Linked DNA regions of Mus musculus: regions 2, 3, 4, 5, 6 and 7 are each linked to region 1. The links are chromatin contacts, called in public Hi-C, HiChIP or PLAC-seq and promoter capture Hi-C maps. All regions are on one chromosome and are shown on one strand. Each heading gives the region's core, a stretch centred on a gene start, on an enhancer-like site or on the middle of the called end of the contact. The rest is flanking DNA. Distances are from core to core; before and after follow the strand shown.

What was found. A called contact is a pair of places that touch in the nucleus more often than the background predicts. HiChIP or PLAC-seq counts read pairs in DNA pulled down with a chosen protein or histone mark. Capture Hi-C pulls out chosen DNA fragments and counts their contacts.
Region 2: a contact with region 1 is called in an H3K27ac HiChIP or PLAC-seq map of bone marrow-derived dendritic cells, with 2.8 times the contacts expected there. The contact joins the promoter of Eml2 here to the promoter of Bcl3 in region 1. A contact is called at or near these places in 1 of 39 promoter capture datasets (maxillary cranial neural crest) and 1 of 115 datasets of contacts at active chromatin or transcription factors (bone marrow-derived dendritic cells).
Region 3: a contact with region 1 is called in an H3K27ac HiChIP or PLAC-seq map of embryonic stem cells, with 7 read pairs. The contact joins the promoter of Opa3 here to the promoter of Bcl3 in region 1. A contact is called at or near these places in 1 of 484 Hi-C or Micro-C datasets (B cells), 5 of 115 datasets of contacts at active chromatin or transcription factors (bone marrow-derived dendritic cells, bone marrow-derived macrophages, embryonic stem cells and 2 more) and 1 of 9 other capture datasets (adipose tissue).
Region 4: a promoter capture Hi-C map of pancreatic islet shows a contact between it and region 1. The contact joins the promoter of Fbxo46 here to the promoter of Bcl3 in region 1. A contact is called at or near these places in 1 of 115 datasets of contacts at active chromatin or transcription factors (pancreatic cancer cells) and 1 of 9 other capture datasets (pancreatic islet).
Region 5: a Hi-C map of neutrophils shows a contact between it and region 1, with 4 times the contacts expected there. The contact joins the promoter of Pglyrp1 here to the promoter of Bcl3 in region 1. A contact is called at or near these places in 4 of 39 promoter capture datasets (cranial neural crest, hippocampal neurons, liver and 1 more) and 1 of 484 Hi-C or Micro-C datasets (neutrophils).
Region 6: a contact with region 1 is called in a promoter capture Hi-C map of liver. The contact joins the promoter of Dmpk here to the promoter of Bcl3 in region 1. A contact is called at or near these places in 6 of 39 promoter capture datasets (the C10 cell line, frontonasal cranial neural crest, liver and 2 more), 2 of 115 datasets of contacts at active chromatin or transcription factors (bone marrow-derived dendritic cells and pancreatic cancer cells) and 2 of 9 other capture datasets (liver and macrophages).
Region 7: a Hi-C map of muscle stem cells shows a contact between it and region 1, with 2.4 times the contacts expected there. The contact joins the promoter of Irf2bp1 here to the promoter of Bcl3 in region 1. A contact is called at or near these places in 2 of 484 Hi-C or Micro-C datasets (the G1E-ER4 cell line and muscle stem cells), 2 of 115 datasets of contacts at active chromatin or transcription factors (memory CD8 T cells and pancreatic cancer cells) and 2 of 9 other capture datasets (adipose tissue and liver).

What each region holds. Positions count from the first base shown.
Region 1 is chr7:19,820,835-19,824,096 of GRCm38.p6, reverse strand. It overlaps Bcl3 (B cell leukemia/lymphoma 3), which reads left to right and starts at 1,342. Exons shown (of 9, transcript NM_033601.3): 1 at 1,342-1,660. The coding sequence starts at 1,420.
Region 2 is chr7:19,174,902-19,178,435 of GRCm38.p6, reverse strand. Eml2 (echinoderm microtubule associated protein like 2) reads right to left here and starts at 2,015. Exons shown (of 22, transcript NM_001347582.1): 1 at 1,675-2,015. The coding sequence starts at 1,822.
Region 3 is chr7:19,226,496-19,229,949 of GRCm38.p6, reverse strand. It overlaps Opa3 (optic atrophy 3), which reads right to left and starts at 1,561. Exons shown (of 2, transcript NM_207525.3): 1 at 1,366-1,561. The coding sequence starts at 1,507.
Region 4 is chr7:19,118,315-19,121,645 of GRCm38.p6, reverse strand. It overlaps Fbxo46 (F-box protein 46), which reads right to left and starts at 1,787. Exons shown (of 2, transcript NM_175530.3): 1 at 1,710-1,787. It overlaps Bhmg1 (basic helix-loop-helix and HMG-box containing 1), which reads left to right and starts at 3,302. Exons shown (of 13, transcript NM_001370811.1): 1 at 3,302-3,331.
Region 5 is chr7:18,882,765-18,886,273 of GRCm38.p6, reverse strand. Pglyrp1 (peptidoglycan recognition protein 1) reads right to left here and starts at 1,584. Exons shown (of 3, transcript NM_009402.2): 1 at 1,301-1,584. The coding sequence starts at 1,548.
Region 6 is chr7:19,081,582-19,085,155 of GRCm38.p6, reverse strand. Dmpk (dystrophia myotonica-protein kinase) reads right to left here and starts at 1,298. Exons shown (of 15, transcript NM_001379257.1): 1 at 1,002-1,298. The coding sequence starts at 1,161. It overlaps Dmwd (dystrophia myotonica-containing WD repeat motif), which reads right to left. Exons shown (of 5, transcript NM_010058.2): 4 at 3,163-3,237; 5 at 2,381-2,880. The coding sequence ends at 2,833.
Region 7 is chr7:19,002,420-19,005,590 of GRCm38.p6, reverse strand. It overlaps Irf2bp1 (interferon regulatory factor 2 binding protein 1), which reads right to left and starts at 1,533. Exons shown (of 1, transcript NM_178757.4): 1 at 1-1,533. The coding sequence starts at 1,154.

The DNA of each region.
Region 1 (3,262 bases), core at 93-2,592:
TCTCAGGATCTGTCTCCAAATCTCCTCTCTCTCTCTGCATCTGGGATTCATTGGCGTTTCGTTCTTTGAGGCCTCTGGCTGGGTGCAGGGACCTGGCAAGGAGACACATTCAGAGCTCTCCTGCACCCCTAGCTATCCTGTGCCCTGCGAGTTAGGAGGCATGAGGAAGGCAGAGGGTGGCTACTTTCTGCCAAGAACCAGTCTCTGCCTTGGGCTGGGCTTTTCTCTCGCACAAAGAGTGAGTCTGGGCTCACCCTGATGGTGCAGACCTGCATCCCACCTCAGACAGGAAGATTCAGGTTCTAAGCCATCCTGGGCTACAGAACAAAGGCAAAGCCAGTCCGAACAGCTTAGTCTTAAAACGGAACGCAAAGAGGGCTGGGAGATCGCTCAAGTGCACAAGCTCCTAGGCTCCAGCATTGCAAAAAGGAAACGGCTCAGAGGGAGAAGTGCATGGCCAAGGTCACCCAAGAGGAAGTAGGACTCAGGATTCAGACCCATGCCCTAGCAACCCTGTGGCCTCTAAGGACTTCAGAGTTGGCACTAAGGGAGATGGCTGAAAGAGTCAGAAATACTAAAGGAAAGATGGGACCAGTGGGAGGGGAAGGTGCTCACAAAAGTAGAAGCGATCGCCAGACACAGCCAAGAGATTCAGAGATGGGGGATTTGGGGGAGGGGCTTAGAAGTATGGATCCCTAGCACGCAGGAGCCTCCCCCCCCCCCCACCAGCCAACAGAAACGTTTGCCGGTTATGGTGTCCCAGGCGAGATGGGAGGTAGAGGAGGGAGGATCAGGAGTTCAAGGTCATCTTCCGCTACACAGCAAATTTAAGGCTAGCCTTCGATCCATGGTCCAAGAAAAAAAGAAAGGAAGGAAGGAAGGAAGGCAGGCTGGCTGGCTGGAAAGATAGATAGATAGATAGATAGATAGATAGATAGATAGATAGATAGATAGATAGATAGACAGACAGACAAATAGATCAAGGCACAGTAGTGCAAGTGTCATTTCAGCACTCAGGAGGTTGAAACAGGAGGAACAGAAGTTCAAGACCACCCTCTACTACATAGTGAGTTCGAGACTAGCCTGGGCTACAGGAGCTCCAGTCTAACAAAGCGAGAGACAGACAGAAGATGTGAGAATCTCAAGGACTCAGACCCAGACAGAGCTCCCGGCCAGAGGCACAATGAGCAGAGTGGCGGGTGGGGACCAGGAGCTCCGCCTCCGAGACGCGGGTCCAGGAAACCCCTGGGGCGGACGGGTGGCCCCGGGGGCCCGGGGGCGGGGAGGCGGGAGGCGGGCGCCGCCCCGACTGACAAAAGTCCCTTCAGTTCAGTCGGCGGCAGGGGAAGTCCCGCTGCCCGGCGAGACCGCCTTCCCGTGCCGAGCTCGCCGCACGCCCCGGCGTCTCCGGGCGGCCCGATGCCCCGATGCCCCGCGGGGGCCATGGACGAGGGGCCCGTGGACCTGCGCACCCGGCCCAAGGGCACCCCGGGCGCCGCGCTGCCACTCCGCAAACGCCCGCTGCGCCCCGCGTCCCCAGAGCCCGCAACCACGCGCAGCCCCGCTGGACCCCTGGACGCCCTGCGCAGCGGCTGCGACGTCCCGGTTGTCCCTGGGCCCCCCCACTGTGTGGCCAGGCCGGAGGCCCTTTACTACCAGGGTGAGTGGCCTCCCCCATGAAAGTCAGGGCCGGGTGGGGGCCACCTAAGGTCAGCAGAACACAGGACACAAATAGTTGGGGTTCCTGGTAGCTGGGACTCCAGGGTGCAAGTTGATGACCCAAAGACAGCTAGGAAAGAGGTTGAGAGGCCCTGGAGCTCAGCCATGGGCGTGCCAAGAAGTTCACCCAGGCAGGTGCCCAAGGGTCAAATGGCCTTGGGGAATGGGGGTCAGAAGACAGCGTCCAGTGTCGCAGATATGGGATCCCAAGACACTCCAGAGACGCAGAATATCTGGTTGGGAGAGACCAGATGTTCAGAACTATGAATAATCGTCACTCGGACCTTGGAAACTGGGGTTCTGGTAAGCAGATATGGGGAGATGAATAGAAATGGACCCAGGATCCAAGGAGGCTGATACGGTAGGTTAAAATCCTGGGAACCGAGGTCTTAGGGCGATAGTGACTGCATTCTGCAGGCTAGTTGTGAGCACTCACAAGTGTCCCTGGGTCAGGTGGCCCTAGGGGCAGGCTTGGGGACTGAGGGTTCTAAGAGAGGGAACACAAGGAATTTAGAAACTGAAGGGCTTCGGTCCAAGGAGAGGGATTCGGGGACCTGGGAAGGGGGGACTTTAGAAAGGGAACCCCAGAGCTGGTCAGACAGCAAGAAACCGGATACCTTTCTCTTCAACTTTTATATCCAGGAAGGGACATCCACCTGCAGTAGGCACATTACTATCTGCTAAATACCCCAGCGCTGCTGAGGTCTCTGGGCCCTCCAGGTTCTTCAGCTACTACCTATCATGCTCCAGCAGGAGGACACTATGTAACAAGAGACCTTCTCCATCTGATGAGAACCCTGCCCTCCATTTCCCCATCTGTGCAATGACCCTTCCCAACGTTGTCATCCAAAAGGGTTCTAAAGGACAAGTTTTCTGACAGCCCCAACTCCCCAGATCCCCTACACCCAGATATTAGCTTGTCATTTATTCCTTCAGCTAATTACTCACAGTGTAATCTTATAACTGAAGTCCCCTGCTGGGTGGTGACAGGGCTCTCTCTGCCCTTAAGGGTCCTTTCTGTAGATGGAGGTCAGACATTTGTGAGAGAAGAGATGTGATGTAGGAAGGAATAGGAATAAGGAATGAAGGTTAGGGTAAGGGATGGGGGCTAGAGGTGAGGGATGGGGGCTAGAGGTGAGGGGTGGGGGTTAGAGGTGAGGGGTGGGGACTAGAGGTGAGGGGTGGGGGTTAGAGGTGAGGGGTGGGGGCTAGAGGTGAGGGATGGAGGTTAGAGGTGAGGGATGGAGGGTGCAGGAGCAGGGAGGAGGGGCACGAACAAGAACATTATCTTGGGTGTTGAGGGCCAAGTCTGAGAAGCTAACAGAACCTGGGGTAGTCAACATGGTGCTGCATGCCTGTAATCCTAGCATTTGGGAAGCTGAGGCAGGAGGATCTTTTTGAGTTTGAGGCCAGTCTGGGCTCCATAGTGACACAACGTTTCAAAGAAGGGATGGGGGCCAAAGAGGTGGTTTAGTGGTTAAAAGCCTCTGGAGCTCTTGCAGAGGACTAGAGCTTGTTTCCAGCATCCACATCTTTCAGCTCA
Region 2 (3,534 bases), core at 766-3,265, 650 kb after region 1:
ATTTTCCTTTCCCGTCCTTCCTCCCACGGGGGTGGGGGATTCTAAGTGGCCCTCCTCCACCTCCCTTCCAGACCACTCCTACCCAGACTCATTGCTGAGACAATCTAGGAGACCCTGGCTTCCAGCCCGTGTCAAGTAAAGATGGTAGCAGGAACAGCTAGCGGGCTCGGAGGTCTCACTTGCCATCCCGAGTCCTGTGTCCGTCACTAAGCCAGCCGCGCCTGCCCGCTGGACTCACGCACTGCAGCCTCCTGTTCCACCCCCTCCCTCTCCCTCCGTGATCCAATCGCCTGCCTTGTCCTGCCACCCCGTCCTCTACCCCCACCCACCCAGTGCTCCGCAGGTTCGGTGTCTGGACCTGCAGAAGGAGGGGGGAGGGGGGCTCTCGAGGTCGGAGGGAGAAGATTGCAGAGACTTGAGACCTCTATCGGGAAGTCCCAGGGTCCTGTGAAGAAGACGGTGTCAGGGAGTTTAGAGATAAGCCAAGGACTGCACAGCCAGTAGGGGGTAGGGGAGCCAGCAACCCACCTTATTTTGAGCCCTTTTCTACCTCCGGTAAATAATGTTACCGTTGGAAATACAAGAGCTAGGCCCCACACTTAACATGTTTCCCACATCATGATATGAGCTTAATAAATCCAAAATAAGATGAACCAATAAATATGGCAGCTATCCCACCCCCACCCTCTACTCTGATGGCTGTAGAGGCCTCATCAAGGACTGTCATCCAGAAGATCCCAGCCACTTGATTCGGACACAGCTTTTCTTTCAGGACCAGAACCCATACTTGGCCTAGCCTGAGACACCCTGTGGTCCTTAACCTTTAGAAGGTAGATGGGGGATTAAATAACATTCTAGTTCCTTTGCCAACTCTAGGGGTCCCTAGCAAAGTGTTTGTGTGCCCAAGGGAGTGACCTCCAAACTCTGAGATGATCCTTTGGCAAGGCCCCCTGATTGACATGGGGGCACATTGACCCTGAACGGTCGTCAGCTTTCATCTGAGGCCTTGCTTGGCCTGATGGTCCCACCCCATGACTCAAGCTCTTGGCTTCCTCCTGGACGTTTTCCTGGCCTAGAGACCAGTGTCCACTCTCCGCGTCTCTTTACCTCTCCACTCCTCCAGCCCAGCTCCCCTCGTACTAAAATGGCCCTACTGGCGCCATACACATTTGTCTAGGGGAGAAGAGGATTCTACCTGGGGTGGGGAGAGGGGGCAGAGGCAAAGCTGAAGACAGTGCAGTGTACAGAAAGTCTTCTGCTGTTTTACTATTCCCAAGCCCAGCCCTCAATTCAGCATTTCCCCCTGCTATGCCCAAAGACAGGGAAGGGTCCCGGGGAAGGGGCTGAGGAGGTAGGGGGCAGAAAGAGTTCCACATCGAGCTGACTCCCTACCCCAACCCCAGGTCTGCCCTCTCCCTCACAGGCTCCTCTACGATCTTTACCCTTCCCTCTGTCTGGACACCTTCGGAGCAGGTGTTTGTTGGGATAGGGGGAGCAGGATCGTGACTTTGGGGATAAAGGACCTTGTTTTGGGGTCAGAATCCTGTTGATGAGGAGAAAGGGAGAATCTCTCACAAGGGAGGAGATAAGGACTTGGAAGAAAAGGGTTGGGGCAGGAGGAGGTAGGTCCACCCTGGGCGGGGCCAGGGTCTGAACTAGGAAGGGGGCTCTCACCGTTGCAGTATTGCAGCAGAGAGGACGTGTCGTAGAGGCCGCAGAAGGCCGGGCCGCGCTCCGCCATTGCCCCACCACAGCCACCGCCGGCCCCCGCAGCCCCAGCTCGGGCCCGGTCCCCCCCCCAGGCCCTGCCTCCCGTTGCCATAGCAACGCCCTTCGTTCCAGCATCCCCAGCACGGCCCACCCAGCATCAGGCGGCCGGCTCTGAGCCTGGCACAGGGGTCATCCCCTAGGATGCCCTGTAAGGGTGTCGAGAGACTGCTCTGTCCGTTCCCCCAACCCCCGCAACAGTCTTCAGGTCAGGATTGGCTGCGTCGGGGTCCCCCTAGGTACTGTCTGGTCCCTCCCACAAACCTGAGTGTATTCTCTCTACACCCTCCTCTCCCGTTAGGAACCAATGAGAGTCTGTCGCGCAGGCTCCTCCGCCAATAAGGATGCGGACGGGTTTGAAGGGGCAGGGTCCTTCCTGCTTTTCATCCTGAAGCGTCGCCCCTCAGCTCTGGAAGGAGGATGGGGTGAAAGAAGACACTCCTATTCCCGAAAGCCTCCTCTAAATCTTTTATCTGATTTCCCATAAGTCCCCTCGCACGACCAGAACTTGACATTGAAACCTTAAATATGACAGGTTATTCTATAACCTGCGCCTGTATCCTAGCCGGATCCCCGCTCCTTGTTTATTAGAGCTAGACACGCCCCCAGGGCTCTTAGCTCCACCCCCTAAATCTAGAAACAACAAAAGTTCTAATCCCGCCCCTAGAGCAAATAGCCACACCCCCTTGAACATCTCAGGACTGGAACCTTGGACCAGACGCTCTAGTAGAGTTAGCCCCGCCCTCAGAATTTAGAGCCCGCCCTCAAGTCATTAGCCCCGCCCTAACCTTCCAATCCACTTCATCCACAGAAGCTATTAGCTCCTACAATCCTCCTCTCTCAGGAAGGCGTTATCCAGTCCGTATTTTGACAGAGACCCAGTTGTGAAACCCGGGACCAGCTGGCGGTGTCAGTCAGAGCAGGCTCGGAAACTGGGGAACTAGGAGGGAAGGAGGGGGTACAGAAACTGACAATGGATTTAAAGATGGGGCCGCCTTTCCCAAGTCATGACCCAGACCACGGGGTTCATTTTGCTTTGTTTTGTTGTCTTGTATTTTTGAGTGAAGACATTACTCTATAGTCCAGCCCAGCCCACACCCTACCCTGCGCCCGCTCTGCCATACCTGGGTTTTTTGTTGTTGTTTGAATCAGGGTCTTATATAGCCTAGGCCAGTTTTGAACTCCTTACCTTCATGCTCTGTCTCCATTTCCCAAAATCTGGAGTTACAGGCCAGTGACTCCATCCCTACCTATGTTAGTTTTTTTTTCTTCTTCTTCTTCTTCTTCTTCTTCTTCTTCTTCTTCTTCTTCTTCTTCTTCTTCTTCTTCTTCTTCTTCTTCTTCTTCTTCTTCTTCTTCTTCTCTTTTTCTCTTCTCTTCTCTTCTCTTCTCTTCTCTTCTCTTCTCTCTTTCTCTCTTCTTTTCTTTCTTCCTTCCTTTCTTTCTTTTTAAAGATTGGGTCTCACTATGTAACCTTGGCTGTCCTGGAACTTGATATATAGTCCAGACTAGTCTCCAACTCAGTAGAGCCTCCTGCCTCTGCCTCAGGACTGCTGGAGTTAAGTGTCACCACAGCCAGACCTCTGGCTCTGGGTTTTTGTTTGTTTGTTTTGTTTTGTTTTTTGATGTATTCCTCTCTGTTGTCCAGTCTAGCAAAAAACTAAGTAGCCCAAGTTGCCTCAGACTTGTGATCCTTCTGCCTCAGCCTTCCAAGTACTGGGAAAACATTAGCTTCACTCCTAGTCTACCTATGGTTTGTTTTGATAT
Region 3 (3,454 bases), core at 312-2,811, 590 kb after region 1:
TGGTTTTGAGACAAGGTCTCATGTAGCCCAGACTGAACTCAATCAGGTATCTTAAGGTAGCTGACCTGTTCCTATTGTCTCAACCTCCCAAACACTGGGATGTGAGTCTATACCATCATTTCTTGCTTCAAAATCCCAAAATTTCCACTGCAAGACCTTTGGCCCAGGCAGAAGCTCCACCAAAACCCAAAATGACCAAGAATCTTATTAAACACACATGTGGAGGAGAAAAGTCAAGGGTCCCCTTAGTGCCTATGTTCCACCCTTGGAGCCAACAATGTCCCTCAGTGGTCTGGTGAGATTCTCCTCACCCTTCAGTCTCAGTTGGAATATTCCCTCTACCCGGAAGTGCTCTTTGTACTCTATGTCAGGTCAGGTACCTAGTGGGCTCTGCCATCCCATCTAGATTGTCACTGTATGAGTCTTGGTTCGACAGACTGGTACTGGCGTAGATAGACCCTGTTGTTTTATAAGCAGGGTCAGCTCAAAACAAACACTCATCATATCATTTATAAGCTACATGGGGCGTTGGACAAACATGAACGGTAGTTCTCGGTAAATTACAAAGACTTCCCCCTCGTCTCTGCTTTACAGAGATCAGTCTTTTCTAGGAGCACACATCTGGTGCGTTTGCGAAGCAAGTGAGGTCTTTGCTCAGGAGACTCCCTTGGCTCACCCGGCTGCTCTAAACTCGAGTCTGCCTACAGTTCCTGACATAATGCGGACATATTAGGACCGTATCTTTCCCAGTGTCGGGCTAAGAAGCCTGCACGGTGCGGCTACCGAACGAAAAGGATCGGTGTGAGGAAACTCATAAATAAACGGAAGGACGCCCATTCTGGGTTCATCCTTTTGCCAGGTCGCAAGATTCCAACACTATCACGACCCTAACTCAGTGTAAAACTAACGCACAAGCTCTGTGCTCTAAACCCAGGGTGATACGCAAATCACCCACAGGGCCGAAGGGAAACTGAGGGACAAACTGGGGTTTCTGTAGTCAAGTGTCTCTCTTAAGGATGGCTCCGAAGCGGATCGCTAAGGGGACTTCTTCTCGGTCCCGCCCCTAACTTCTGACAATAAGCTCCACCCTGGTGTTTCTCACACCTCATCCTATTGGCTGGTGTAGACGTCAACCGCCAGAAGCCCTCTTCTCTATTGGCTTGCATTCCAAACTCGCGCGGTGACGCCCCTGACTGCTCTCCCTTCTTCCCTATTGGGTCAGTGACACGCCCCTCTAGCAGAAGCCATCCTCATTGGCTATAGCGTTTTGCCGGTTCGCGCCGGGATTGGTCAAGCACAGACGCCGTTCCCCTGAACTAGAAAGATCGGGAATGGAAGGGCTAGAGGCCTTGGGGTGAGACTCACGCTGGGCTGGCGGTAGGCAGATGTAGGTCTTGAAGAACTCGCTGCGGCGGGCAGCATCCTTGATACGGTTGGCCAGCGGCTTGCTAACCTGCCGGATGCCCAAGTAGAACAGCTTCGCCATGGGGAACGCGCCCACCACCATCTCGGCGGCCGCCCTGGGGCACGCGCAACCTTGCTGACTGGGCGGGGCGCCGCCGACCTCGCCGTTCCTCCCCCACCCGCCCGTGGGCCGTGCGTGCTTGCGTAAGGAAGGACTTGCCTACGTGCCTACGTAGGAGCGTGCGTTTGCACGCTCGCGGCGGAGGTGGTGGGGAGGGTGTTTGTCTGCTGGGGGGGGGGCGGGCGCTCGTGACGTCGCCGCGTCGACGCCTCGACGTCCGTACGTTGGGTATGCAAATGTGCGGCGGAAGTGAAGCGTCAGAGGGCGGTGCCGTTAAACGGCCGCTCGTGGGAGCGTGGCCGGAGCCCTAGTCCCGACGTACTGACGTCACCGCGTCTTGCGTGATGTCACGTACTGAGTCGATTTCCCTGCCCATAGGAGGCGCCTGGTGAGTCCCAATTAAGTCTAAAGAGTCGGGGTGCGCCTTCCCGGCGGTTAGTGCCCTCGCCGGGGAGGGGAGCGAGTCAGCGCGTAGTCATACAGACCTGCCGCTTTACTCACTCTCTGAAGTTGGAGGAGTGACTCAACCCTTCAGGAAATCGGTTCGTTCTTTTTTTGTTGTTGTTTTTTTTCCCCTAATTGTTTTTAAAAGCCGGTCTCGTGTAACCCAGCCTGGCTCCGAACTCAATGTGTAGCCTACGCTGTCCTTGGAACTCCTGATCCTCCTGTGTCTGTGCCGCAGTGCGGTGCTGGGATCACAGCCCTGCGCTACACGGCCCAGCATTGATGTCAGCATCCCCGTGAGCAAAATGTCACACATAACAGTACCTGTCTTGTGTTTTCTGTGTTGTGAGGCTTGTGTCTCTGAACCCCAAGGCATTTCCCATCTTAGGAGGGGGGCTCCACCACTGAGCAAAAGACTCCAGCTCCTCCCAGGGGGGAGGGGGTTAGGCGGTGACTCTATCGCTGCGCCATGCTCACTGAGTGGCTCTACTAGTCAGCTTTGTGTGTGAATCCTGAATGTAAAACACAGGAAGTAACTACATGTAGAGCATGTCCCGCAAAGCCCAAATGTGCACTACAGCTAATCCATCCTTTTCCCAAGTAACCGAGTGAAAGACTGAGGGTCCCATAAGAACGGGGTGACACGGGGCTTCTCAGCCACCACATTGCCTAATATCACTGGTTCTCAAGCAGCCTGACTTCCTCCTTTGGAGGGTAAGGGTCCCCAGGGAGCTGGCTCAGGAAGGAACTTTAAGGACATGTCCCAGACTGTCCTCCCTTACCCAGCAGGGAGCAAAATCATATAAACAAAGTCAAGACTTAGTTGAGAGAAATTCCTGGATGGTGGCGTGAGGATGGGTAGTTGGGGACGGGAAGGGACCGGAAGGCAAAGGAGCAGAGGGGTCGTGGCTATCAAGAGAAAAAACTGGTGACACATAGCCAAGGGACCCCGGACTTTCCCATCAGTGCCTTTGGTCAAGTCCTCGCATCAGGGGACCCGTGCTTCATTTATATTGGTGGCAGCTGGGCCTGGTGTCACACAGCTGTCATGGAAGCACTCAGGAAGCTGAAGCAGGAGGATGGAATGTTCTAGGTCAGCCTGGACTACATAATGAATTCAAGGTCAGCCTGGGCAACTTAGTGAGTCCTGACTCAAAATAAAATGTACAAAAATAAAATAAGATGTCCATCAAAGAGGCAAAGTGTAGCTGTGTTTGGTAAAAGCTCCTGCCTAGCTTTTATAAGACCCTGGGTTCGATGTCCACTACTGGGAAGAAATCAGGAGGGCTGGAGAGATGGCTTAGTGGTTAAGAGCACTGACTGCTCTTCTGAAGGTCCTGAGTTCAAATCCCAGCAACCACATGGTGGCTCACAACCACCCATAATGAGATCTGATGCCCCCTTCTGGTGTGTCTGAAGACAGCTACAGTGTACTTACATGTAATAATAAATAAATCTTTAAAAAAAAATCAGGAAGAGCATATG
Region 4 (3,331 bases), core at 538-3,037, 700 kb after region 1:
AGAAACAAAAACATGACCCAGTGATGTAGTTTAGCTGGTAGATCGCTTGCCTAGCATGCACAACACCCCGAGTTTGATCCCCAGTACAGCATAAACCAGGCATGGTAGTGCACATCTATAATCCCTGAAATCAGGATATGGAGACAGGAGGATCAGAAGTTCAAGGCCACCCTCAGCTACACAGTTTTTAGTTGAGTCCCTGTCTCAAAACAACAACAAATAATATCTGGGCACCAGTAGTGATAAACCTCAGCACTCTGGCTCCTGAGGCGGGAAGTTCAAGAGTTAAGAGGCCAGCCTGAGCTACACAGCAAGTCCCAAGACAACACATGTGTACTATATGCACTTAGTCTAAGCACTTTCCAAACATTATCTCCCTAAACTCTCTAGCCTACCAAGGTTATGGATCTCATTTAATAGCTGGACAGATTTCCAAGCTCAGGTCACAGAAAAGACTTAAATCCTATCTGACAGTTGTTCTGGCCGGGTGTCTCCACCAAAGCAGATTCTGACCCAAATTGCAATTGTACATTTACCATTTAATGTTGGCTGACATGGAGAAGATTGCTTAAACTCTCCGTGCCTCTACTTGCTTCCTGTGAAATGAAGATCTACACTTAAGGCACCGCCTGAATCCAGTGAGTTAATACACACACAGCTGAAACCGAACCTGGGCATTTCTTAGAAAAAGATGCTAGCAATAAAGGGGTAGGGCTGGGGACGGGGGTGTCCCCTGCATAAACTGTGGTGTACATAGGCTATTGTCAGGTTTTGAGAAAATGTCTGGGGGGCTGGACTGAAGAATAGGAAATCTTTTAACAACTTGAATCCAGTCAACATTCCTGGGACGGGAGCTTTCCACCAACAGCTTTGACGCTGGGACTTAACTTTCCTAACAAAAATATCAATTTTTATGGAACCTCCCTTTAGCTATCTTCAGAATGGCCTGCTTGTTCTCACCATACATATAAGGTCACAAGAGGGTTACAGAGAGACCTGTGCAGGTCACAAAAGAGAATAAGGAACCTGAAAGCTGGACTGCCCACACAAACCACTATATCTAGATACGACCGGGGCTAGAAGGGTGCTAAAGGTTGTCTCTATGGACCCCATCTGGTCATATCAACCCAGAGTTCTGTGGCTGTCCAGTTTATTGGTAGTTTTTGGTTAGATTAAGACACGATATTGACAGCCACGCTCCTAACTCACGCACCCTACAACGCCTCCTGGTCCTAGAAGCTAACCTGGACCATCGATGACTTCTACCTCCCATCTCTTCAACTGGCCTTGCCGCCCCACCTCGCAATCCCGCAACCCAACCCAATGCATCCGTGGTTAGCCTCTCCCTTCACTCATTTATCCCGGACTCCTATGCCTTTCCATATAACCAGGCTAACTAACCTCCCTCGAAATTACCCACTCAGGGTCTCTGATCTATTCAGCCAGGACTCCAACTCCGCGCCTCACTCCTCCAGCTCCCAATCCCCTTGATAGCTGATTCCAAAGCTCGACTCTCTCCACCTCCAAGACCCCTCCCTAGCCCCCATTCTTCTACTTCCTCGGGCTCCCGTTCCTCTCAATCCCCACCCACAGTGATCTCCCCACACCCAGCCCTTTCTTTAGCCTCAGTTTGCTTCCTCTCGAACCCAAGTCCTGAACACCCCGCTCATACTCTCAAGCACCCGCAGGACCCAGCTTGGGGCTCTCACCATCTCCCCGCGCTGCAGCTCTCCCGACTACGCGGGTTTCCCCCACTCGCTCCTCTCCAGCCTCCCCTTCCGGGTTCTGGCCCCGAAGCCCACTGGGAATTAGAGTACGGGCGGCCATGGACTACAGCTCCCAAGATGCAATACGGTAACTTGGAGGTGGAGTAGGAAACAAACTAGGCGGGCTGAGAGACAGAAACTCTAATTACCAGGAGGCTAAGGGCACACTAAAATACGCAGGCGCAGAAAATTCTCCCGCGAGGGTATCTGGGAAATAGAGTCCAGCCGCCTCCATTTTGGCCCGAGGCCCTTGAAAAGAGAATCGAGGCTACTTCAAAGGGACGTTAGCGAGGGATGAAGAGTTTAGGAAGAACAACTTTATTGATTTATCATGTTAGTTGACAAATAATTAATAATATATGAGTTTTCCCAAACTTTCTCTCCCATTTCTCACCTTCATCTCACTCCCCACACTTGCCTACCACCACCTCCTAATTGGCAAATAAAGAAAACAAGATATCGAAGTGAGGAAAAGCCCAGGCACTATGTTCACATCACAGGTAGAACAGAGCCTCCAGAAGGGCAGGAATCTTGGCAGCATTTCCAAAATGTACGGTTTGAATCTGCCGTGGTGGCACACACTTTTAATCGCACCATTTTGGACGCCGAGGTTAGTGTACCTCTGTGAGTTTGAGACTAGCCTGGTCAAGGGTATGAGACGCTGTGTCAAAAAATAAAGATGAAGCTGGAAAGACTACTCAGAGGTTAGGAAGACATCGCTCTTGCAGAGAATTTGCATTTGCCCCTGAAGATGCCCCTAGAAGCCCCTGTCTAAAACTCCAGCTCTAGGGGCATCTGATGCCTCTGGCATCTGGGGACACCTGCGTGCAGTATTCCTCCCCCCCACCCCCCCAACATGTATACCTAGTTAAAACTAAAATGCTTTTTAAAAATAAATTGTGTAGTTTGTAACCTGAGTTACAAGGTAGTGCATTCCTTGCGTTCCAGACAGACCTGAGACAAAACGGTTACAAGTAGTAGGCAAGCCTGGGCTATATAGCAAGACTGGATCCACACTCAGACACTAAAGGTTACTTTGTTTGCAGCTACAGGAACTGGCATTTCCATGGGGTCTACAAAGCCTCGTTTCAGGGAAAGGTGGCGAAGTTAGCCGCCTGAACAAGGTACTTGACACACAGTGGTCTTTAAGCAGATGCGCCCTAAAGCGAAAGGGTCGGATGGGGACACAGGAGGGCCAGCAGGGGGAGTACAGACACCTCGCGCTTGCGGACACCTGGCAAATCCTGCTGGGGTCTGAGGTAAATAGGTCAGGGGGCGGGGCAAAACAGAGGGCGTGGCCTGAGGAAAGGGCGGGTAATGGAGCAAGAGCTGATTGGCTGATGCTGCGAGCGCGGGAGCGGGAGCACGTGTCGGAGCTGTGGCCCGTGCCCTGCCCCGGGTGCGCGTGCGCACTCGCCGCACTGCCCTTTTCCAACGCTCCTCTGCTCGTGCCTGGCACCGCGTGGCGGGAACGTGGAGGGGGCGTGGCCTCGCCTCAGGCGCTCTGGTGCCTTCGCGCCACAGCCTCGCGCCCTGCCATTCTTCGCTCGGTCTGCGCGTCGGGA
Region 5 (3,509 bases), core at 335-2,834, 940 kb after region 1:
CTTCTGACCCTCAGGTGCTTGGCAGAGAGAGCAGTCTTATGGGCACTGGCATTTCCAGTCGATTCTGCAGGCAACTGGCTCTTAGCGCAGCCTTAGAAGTCATAGGGTTCAAACAGGCCCAGGTATGACACCCCGGCCTGTGACACTGAAAAGCAGGTGTGACGGATCAATCTAAGCAGACCTTTGTGGCCAGCCAGTGGGAGCCTACTAACACCTGGGTCGATCTATGCCTGTCCCTCACCCAGAACCTTCTGTGTGGATACTGTTTGACCGCAATACTCACCATGACCTTTGCGTCCGTGCCCCCTCCCTCCCTTCCCACCCCATCTTTGGCTGAAGGAACCTCCTAGGACTTGCCTCTGTGCCGGACACCCCAATCCCTAGCTTCCTTCTGCCTCTTCTAGAGCCACATCAAAGCCACAGGAAGCCGTCCCTTACCTAGGGATCTGACATCTCTCTCACCTATTTCCCCCCACCTCCATCCACCCTTATTGGAGATAAGATTTTGCTGAGAAGCCCAGGGTAGCCTTGAACTCACAGCAATCCTCTTTTTTTTTTTTTTTTTTTTTTTTTGCAATCCTCTTTCCTTATCCTTCCAACTGCTGGGATTACAGGCATCAATACTGTGCCTATCAAAGCCCTCCCCCCTAAAGCATGTGTGTGTGTGTGTGTGTGTGTGTGTGTGTGTATGTGTGTGTGAGTGAGAGATGCGTGTATGTGATGCATGCGTAGGTGTCACGGACACCATCAGTCCATCAATAGTCAGTTTTCTCCTTCTGCCTGAGTTAGAACTCAGGTTGTTGTACTTGCTAGGAAACACCTTTACACACGGAGCCAGTGGGTTCTTGGTCCACCCCAAACACATCTTTTTCTGTCTTTATGCACACAGGGCTATCGTGATATGCTTCAAGCAATGCTCCCATCTAGAACTCTGGCACACAGGAGACATTAGCCCATAGCTTTGGGGCTCCTGCCATATGCTAGCCAGTTTCCTGGGTATTGGGTATTAGGGGCCATAATACCGTTGACCTTTGCAGAAGAGGAAGCTGGGCCCTGAGCATCTGTTTCCCTGGTCCTGCCTTGCAATATGCCCACTCACTTGGTGCAAGGCTCAGCCTGGTGTTGTCCTGGCAAGGCCTAGGCCTTTAGGAAAGATACATATGAAAGTCACCTTGTATGTGAAGCAGCTCCTGTCCCCTCTTACAGGGGAGAAAGCCTCAGCACCCACAGGAGATTGCAGATCCAGCACCAGGAGGGTTGGAAGGTGTGGTCGACCTCCTTCAGCCCACTCCATACTCACTTGTAGGCTACATCGCACCAGCCCAGCTCATTCTTGTGGTAATGCTGCACATTGCGGGCCTGCTGTTCACAGGAGTCCGGGCTGTTGCAGAAGCTGCCGGCTGTGTGTGAGATCACCACGTAGCGAACTGGGTGCCCCAGGCGGCTAGAGCACTCGGATGGCAGGGCCCTCCACTCACTGCGGGGCACGATGAAACTGCAGGAGGTTGCCAGACCCAGGAGGGCAAGGAGAGCACAGGCAAACAACATGCTGGACGTGCCGCACAGGACTGCAGGGCTGTGTATGAGCTGGCCCTCATCCTGTGTACTTTATCTTCTGGGCATGGTGAAGGGTGTGGGCAGAGGAAGGGCTTGCTTCACACCTGGGCGGGACTTTCCGACCCAGACCCAGCTTCCTCCTTTAACCAGAGGTGGGGCCGTGATGGAGCCTTTGCTAAGTGTCAGTAGGTGGGGAGAGAGGCTCTCTCATCAGGAAGGGCACAAAGGACTGGACATTCAGTTGTTTCCTGGGGTTTCCAAGGCTTAGATCTCAGTGGGGGATGGTGTAACCTAACAGGAACTTGCATAGGTAAGGGGCCCAGGGCTTTGGCACAAACTTACTTCCTGCAGGTGGGGCTAACAAAAGTTCCTTTTAAGAATGTATTCCTGTATGAGTGTCTCACATAGCTTAGGATGACTTTGAACTCTGTTTAGCCAAGGATGACCTTCAGCTCCTGCTCCTCTTGTCTCCACACCCCAAGTACTGAAGTTACAGGTGTGCACAGCCTCTGCACCTGGCTGCAGATCCCACAGGGTCCAAGTCTGAGGATGCTCAACCCTACGGGGCAGGACAGGAGGCTAAGTGTGTGGATGCCCATTGCACAGCAGAGGAAAATGTTTGGAGACTGGAAGTCGCTTCCCAAGAAACGGCAGGCAGTAGTGCTTCCTGTCCAGTGTCTGAATCAGCCAGGGTGCCTGCATCCGAACTCCAGCCATTTTCTACTGTGTGAGCCCACACTAACTTCTTAACCTCTTGGTGCCCGTTTGTGTGACTGCAGTATGGAGTTGGTAACAGGGCTTCTGACCCCCAGAGTTGATCAGAGAGAACTGGGTTTCAGCCCTTGGATGTCTGGCACATTGTGTCATGTGTCACTACTACACCTTCAGGCCAGCTCCTGTTTGCATGGTGACCATCGCAGTTCTGCTCTGGAGAGAAGTGACACTGGGTGCAGAGGGTCACATTCATTCAGGTCTTGTGGAGAGCTGTCCCTGGGCTTCTGTCCCAGTCAGACTCCCATTCCCATGCCTCTCACCACACATGGGGATTCAGGACAGACAGCCTTGCTCTTTGCTTTCACTTTGAATGGATTTGGGTATTCCTCCCTTGGGGCCTCTCACATTCTCCAGGGATCTTCAGTAAATCTGTTTGCTCAAAAGTAAATAAATTTATTTATTTATTTATTTATTTATTTATTTATTTATTTATTTATTTATTTATGGTCATGCTACAGATGGAACTCAGGGCCTGTGCTTGGAAGGTAAGCACTTTACTACTGACCTATGCCCCAGCCCCTCACTGGGGGATTCTAGGCAGGGGCTCTACCACTGAGCCACGCCCCCAGCCCCTCATTGGGGGATTCTAGGCAGGGGCTCTACCACTGAGATATGCCCAAAGTTCTGCTTTGTAATATTAAAACTAAGGCTTCTTGAGGCTCTTCTCTTTGGCAGTTTACAGGGTCCCCGGGAGCAGAGTAGGCTGTACATGCTTAGCATGTTCAGGTGTAGCAAGAAGGTACGGGTTTTGATGGTAATCGGACACATCTGGAATAAGGGGAGCACAGCAACAGTGAGGCATTTGCAGCACTGTAAGAAGCTGATAAGTGACTGAAGAGGATTAGTAGCGGAGGCTGGAGAGACGGCTCAGAGGTTAAGAGCACTGACTGCTCTTCCAGAGGTCCTGAGTTCAATTCCCAGCAACCACATGGTGGCTCATAACCTTCTGTAATGAGATCTGATGCTCTCTTCTGGTGTGTCTGAAGACAGCTACAGTGTACTTACATAAAATAAATAAATCTTTAAAAAAAAAAGTATTACTAGTGTAATGACACTCAGAAAAGGCCAGCTCAGATCTGAGCTTTGATCACACAGGGCCAGATACATGCTGAGACAGCGAAATCCAGGTGGGAGGGAGTGGAAATCGCAATAGCAGTGACTCTGCGTAAGATAATGCT
Region 6 (3,574 bases), core at 49-2,548, 740 kb after region 1:
AGTTCTCAGTTTACCCTGCCAGCCCAAACCCCATCCTTCAAAAGAAAGGTTGAGGGAGACACTAAAGACTGGAGAGGAGAAAAAGTCTTTCACAGGCTTAGCAGTCTAACCGATGGCCTCAACCTTTCCATCTGTGAAACGGGGGAGGAGGGGAGAATGCACTAGGGTCACACACATGGGCAGACAGCCAAGAATCAAGACCTGGACCCTTAATAATAGGCACAGAGCAACAAAACAGGTCGTTACTTGTAAGGAAGCTGGGGTAAGCTGGAGCTTTGGCTCAATGTTGGGCAGGAGCAGATAAGGCTCCAAGCTTGTCCACTAGGCCTGAGAAGACCTCTGGGGAAGGGCATTTAAGTCAGCAGAGGAATTAGAGGTCTTGAGCTAGAACCACAAAAGCAGATGAGAAGCCAGGAGGGATGACCAATCTGGCCCACAAAGGCTGGGCGGGATCAGAGTGCTAGGGATGGGCACACTCAGAAGCTGAAGTTGTTCCTTCCTCTTAATTTGGGGAACAGAAAGGGTGCTCGGTGGCGCCTGTCTGCCGGGCTGGTTCTCCCCCAGGGCCTCTGTGAGTCACAGTGCCCTCATAGCTCCTGGACACCTGTCAGGGCAGCTGGGGAGGCAGACGCCAAACACCTGCCTATGGGCCACACCCTGGCAGCTGCCCCACGCTGTCCCTCCCCACACTCTGGGAAACTGGGGAGGGCTATGAAGCCAGTTTGAGGAGCCAAGGGTCCTAAAAGAGAAAGCTGCCAGGTCCTAGTGTGGGTGCTGAGATAGCAGGAGGCTATGCCCACCCCAGCCTGCACTGGCTGAGTCATAGGTGGCCTCACTGACCCTGGTGCCTCACCAGGGGAGCTTGGGGTCAGGTCATGAGCTCTGCTTGGCTCCCTTACAAAAAGCCCTTTCCAGGCCCTCCTGCCCCTCCATAGCCCATTCTTGCCCTGTAGACCCACCTCTGCCTTGCACCCAACCCCAGGCTTCCTATCCATACTCACCCCACTGCAAGAAGTCGGCCACATACTTGTCCTGGGCTAGGTGAGAGGCACCCAGCTCCTGGTGGACGCCCAGGAGAAGGTCGAGCAGGGGCTCCAGTCCCAGGAAGCCTGGGTCCAGCACCAGCTGCTGGAGCTGCCTCAGCCGCACTTCGGCTGACATGTTGGGCAGGCAACACCATGGCCCCTCCCCGGGCCGGAGCTCGGGGTCTTCCCGTCACAGGGCCTGGCTGCCCCTGTCCAGGCCCCAGAACCCTAGCTGCATGTCTGCCCGTCCCTGACTATCCCTTGGGTCTCTCTGGCCAGTTCTATGCTTAAGGCCTCCTCCTCTTTTCTCCACCCCTTGGCCCAGCCCCCCTCCCGCCTCCCAGTTTTTAACCCCTCCTGAGCCAACACCCCAACTCCCTTCTTCCAGGGCCCCTCAAAACTCTTCAGAGCCCAATGTCAGGGGACAGAGTAATACTCCAGGGTTGCCCCCCCCCATTGACTCTACCCACCCATAAAGAGAGCACAGGGAGTTACAGGTGGGAGGTGTCAGTGCCCAGGAGAGCCAGTCTATAGACTCAGAGCTGGGAGGGGTTGGGGGAAAGGGCTGATGCCTGGGCAACAGGGGGTGAGGGGGTAGTGGGGGGGGCAAAGGCCAGGGGCAGCTTCTTCGTGACTCAGCAATGGATTCCGACTTTGGGACAGTTAAATTTAGCCCCTGTGCCTGCTGTATTACCCGCCCCCCCATTTTTTGGCAGGAGGTAGAAGGAAGATCAGGAGAGAGTTTGCTCAGCCGCCAGGGCCAGGGGTGACCTGCTGGCCCCAGCCTGGGGGAGGCAAGTGGTGGATCCAGGCCCTCCTTAAGCAAAAGAGAACCCCAAAATAGCTCCTTGGCCACAGGCCGGGGCAGCCACATTCCTGCCTGGGCTAGGATTAGAGACAGAAACATTTTAGGGGTTGAGGGCGGAGCTGCCTGGACAGCAAGCCAGGCGACAAGTTAGCTTCTTTCTAGGGTGGCCAGTTCTCTGGGGAGGAAATCATGACCTCCAGCTGGCACTAGATGGCCAGTCATAAATGGGCCAGGGGCAGCAGACTGCAAAGGCATGTTCAGAGGAGGCAGGGAGTGCAGTCAATTCCAGCATCCTCCTCTCCCCAAGGAGAGCATGCTTGGATAGTCCTGGTGTTTAAAACAAGTTTCAAACATCTCCAAGGACCTAGTAGGAAGGCCATCTCAGCCTCTTGACTTTGGGGGTCGAGACTCATCTTTCAGAGGGCTCTCTGCTCGGGGCTAGGGATGGGGAAACAGCTAAGATTGGGCTTCCTTTGGTCAGAGCACAGCTTGGAGGCCAAGTACTGCAACCCCCACCCTACCCTGCCCCAGGGAACAGAAACACTGTGCAAACAAGGACTTTAGTATAAATAAGAGGTCCAGGGGAACAAGGAGGGCCCTCAGGGCTTCCATAATTTAACACTTTCAAAATCACAGACCATAGCAAGGGGTGGAGTTTGGGCAGGAGTGGGGATGGCCCCTGCCCTGCCCTCTCACCCAGGGGTACTGTGGGCTAAGTCTCTCCCAGGAGTGAACAGTCACATGCTGGGACAGGGATATGGTTAACACTGATGTTTCAGAGAACAGGTCATTGTACTTGGCAGTGGGTGGAGGACAGGGCCAAGGCCACACAGGACACTACATCCCCATGGCTGGGCCAACCTAGGGGACCCCCAGTATGTGTGCAGCGTGGGGCTTGGAGCAGTCCTTCCATCATGATTAGTCTTGTTAATACAGTGATTCTTGAGGTCAGCGGGGAGGGTTATGGCTAGGAGGCCGGGAACATGGGACATCCACATTTCACACCACAGTGCCACTGGGGGAGCTGCCTGGTTGGGAGGAGATGCCCTGGGGAGAACAAGAGGAGAAAGGTGGATTAGACAGCACCTGGGCTTCTGCCAGAACCCGGAGAAGGAGCCACCCAAAGGCCTTGGAGCTGCTGCCCCAGCTGGGATCTGCCCCCCAGGCCTAAAGCTGCTGTCCTAGCTAGGAACAAACAGCTCGGCCGTCTCCACTGACCCAGAGTAGCACTTCCACAGTAATGTGGCCCCAGGTGTCCTGGGCATACAGGGGACGACAGTGGAGAGAAAAGAAACTGGGGTCCACTTGCAGCTTCAGGGGTTGTCCTACCTCTACAACTGACTTGCTGGGTGACCTGGGCCAACTTGCTTGCCCTGCCTGGGCCTCGGTCTCCTCGTCTGTGAACTAGGGAGACAGAGGGGTGTCTGTGAGAACTCAGTCAACTCCCGCAGCCCTACTAGCCTGGCAGTGGCTCTGCAACTGCCTGACGTTCTAAGGCTTCTGGACTCTAGCCTTCCAAAGCAAGGGACTGAAGGACTGAGGGCAGAGTAGGGTCCTAGACACTGAGACCACATGCTCAAGCCTGACCAGGTGACAGGCCTGCACCTCACCAACTAAGAGCACAGCCACTGCACAGCCCATCTGTGAGACCCAATGACCAGGACCACACAGCAGCAAGAGGAAGTGCAGGCCTGGACCCTGGCTAATTCCCATCCAGGCCTTCAGCAGCTGGCTCAGAAAC
Region 7 (3,171 bases), core at 284-2,783, 820 kb after region 1:
GGGGATGCTTTGCGACGGCGTGGAGTGGGCGCCAGGTTTCGGGATGGGGCTCTTGGAGGTGGGCCACACAGAGCAGCAGGGGCCGGTTCTGGGTACTGCTGGGGCAGGGCCTCCGCAGGAGCAGGCTCTCGGAAGCTGCGGACCCCATCCGTAAGCAGCTCTCCTAACTGGCGCCATTCCCCTGAACCATGGCGCCGTTCATACTCGAGGTACTTGAAGCCCGATGAGGCCAGGGCCTTCCCTGGCTCTCGAAGAGCATCATGAAACATCTGGCGAGCCACTGCAAGGACCCCCGCGTAAACATTGCCAGAACCACAGGGGTATTCGGTGAAGAGCTTCAGCTCGAACTCATAGCCCGGAGGGCGGGCAGTGGCATCAAAGGCGAACACCCGTCCCACCAGCCCGTGGTCCTTCTTGAATCGAACATTGAAAGGGGCACAGGCGGACAGAGCCAGTAGCTGTTCCCTTACAGCCTTGGGACGCCCATGCCACTCCTCCGCCCGGCCCCGCATGGCCTCGTTCAGTTCTGCCAAGCAGTCCGCATTCCTCTGCTGCTTCTCCTTCTCGAAATCGGAGCCGAAAAGTGGACGAGCGGGGCTTAAGCCAGGTGCCAGCGTCAGAGCTCGGCCTCCAAGGCCAGACACTGCAGCTGCCAGCAGCCCGGGGGGCATCAAGCTGGGGATGGAGCCAAGCAAAGCCCTGCGTGCCCCTTCCGCCACGGCCTCCTCGCGGCCCAGCCCGTTGGCCAAGCGGGACCCCAGGGTGTACTCCAAAGCCGGCGAAGGCAGCGCCAGGCGGCTGGATGAAGTAGCCCTGTCATAGCGGTCCGGGCCTGAGACGCTACCGCCGGTCCCCGATGGCTGCGCCTGGGCCTGCGGGGGTGGCAACTGGGAGCCCTGGGAGCCCGTGGAGGCTAGGTCCTTGGAAGTCGGGTGCTTGAGAGCCGGGGGTCCGGGCGAGCGGCCCTCGGGGAGCACGTGGCTGCGCTTGAGCTGGCGGGCGGCGTCGATGAGCAGCTCGATGCGGTCCGCGCCCTCGAAATTCACGCACCCGCGGCACACAGCCTCGCTGAAGTCCCACACCATGGCCCACGGCATCTTGGGCAGGTCGCACAGGTAGCACCACTGGCGGCGGGACGCTTGCACGGACGCCATGGCGCCCCCCGGAACGCCGCCAGGTGCCCCTGCTGTGCACCCGCCGCCCACGTTCGCTCCGCCGTGCCCCGGGACGGGCGCGCGAGCCGCTCAATCCGGCCTCGGGCTCGGCCTCCCCGCCGGATTCAGGCCCGGCCCCCCTTCCCCGCCCCCTGGGCCCTCAGCCTTTTTTTTCCTCTCTCTCTCACTCCCGCCTCCGGTGGAAAAGGCAAGCCACGAGCACGCACGTCGGCGCCCCCGTCCGGTCCGCGCCGTGAGCCGCGATGCACAGCTCCAGCTCCTCGATGGGCCTCGGGCGCCGCCGCCCCAGGCTCCCGCCGCTCCGCTCGCGCCGCCGACGCCGCTGCAACGGCCGCCGTCGCCTCCACCTCCTTCTTCTGCCCCAGAGGCCGCTTCGCAGGGAAAGTTACATAACGCGCGGGCAAAGCCTTCTGGGAAATGTAGTCCCGTCGGGGCTGCTTCTTAAAGGGGACTGGGTAGAAAGCAGTGGCGGGAAAAGAGGGCGCGCGCTGGTCTGGGTGCTTAATTTTCACTGTGCCTCGCCAGGAAGCTGGGGTTCGCACACAGGGTCCATGGAGTGGGTAATGGTTTCATAAATGCTCGGGTGGCCAAGTTGCTGTGGATGCAATTTCCCCCCTTTCCCCGCCCCCTCTTTCTTTCTTTTTTTTTTTTTTAAACAATCTTTTTTTTTTTTTTTTAGATTTATTTATTTATTTATTTATTATATGTAAGTACACTGCAGCTGTCCTCAGACACTCCAGAAGAGGGAGTCAGATCTCGTTACGGATGGTTGTGAGCCACCATGTGGTTGCTGGGATTTGAACTCCTGACCTTCGGAAGAGCAGTCGGGTGCTCTTACCCACTGAGCCATCTCACCAGCCCCCCCTCTTTCTTTCTTAAGACTTAGATTTATTCTTTAGCTCAGGTTGGCCTAGAAGGCTAGCCTATGTAGTCTAGGCTGGCCTCAAACTTGCTGCAATCTCCCTGCTTCAGCCTCCTTGTGGGTTTACAGTCCCGACACCATACCCAGAAGCCGGAAAGCAGTTTCTGCTCTGATTTGCTGAGCAGTTCTAGAAGAGTCTTGCCCTCTCTTAGAATCCCGCCCCTTCAAGAAGGGCCAATAACCGGTTAGAAAGGCAGCAGCTTTGGGGGAATTGGGGCGGAGAGGCTCTGATTGGACGGTTTCAAGGGGATGGTTTCAGGCAACTCTTGGAGAGTAGTGTCTACTTGGCAGTTTGTCCTTCCCAGTGTCTTAGGTACTAGCCTCAAGGGCGGCCCAGAGGCTACAGGATGATAAGACTGTAGGCTTCCGAGCCAGGCGGCTGCCTTAGTTTCCTCATCTGCTAAAGAACGTTCTCTGAGCCTGCCAATTCTGCTCCAGCTGTGCACGTATTTGGTCTCTAAAGGGTTACAGAGTTGGCTTCTCGGTACACCTCCAATTTCACTACAATTCCCAAAATGCTCTGCGAGATGGACGCACTGACGTACTTCCTCTGCTTGGAAGCTTGGGGGGGGAAGGCCTTCCCGATTCTTGCCCCCCCCCCTTGCTAGCAGGGAATTTCGCCCTCTCCCTCCACCCCCACCCCCCAGGTTAGGGGGCTCTTATTACTCTTATATTTGGAATGAGGAAGCCAAGAGGAGATTGCTGGGAAGGGCAACCCCAAACCTCCAAGTGCTTAATGGCCTGGTGGGCCCAATCGGCTGTGGGCACCCCATGTTTTTAGCTTTTTTGGGGGGGTGGGGGGAGCTAGGAGAAGCGACATATGTCTCCAGGACCTAGCTCACATCAGCCCTTTCCCCTCACTTGGCCTGGATCCCCGCTGGTGGTCTCAATTCCCCCCCCCCCCCCCAGTGTCTTCTTTGCGTTCTTCCAGGTTTGCACTTAGTGGAGGCTTGGTGGTTTTCTCACCCCCACCCCAGAGTAGTCACAGCAGCCCTGGCTTTCTATTTCAGCGTTACAATTTAACTACCACCTGCATTACTGTTTTAACACTTCTCCCTTAAACAAATTGCCTAT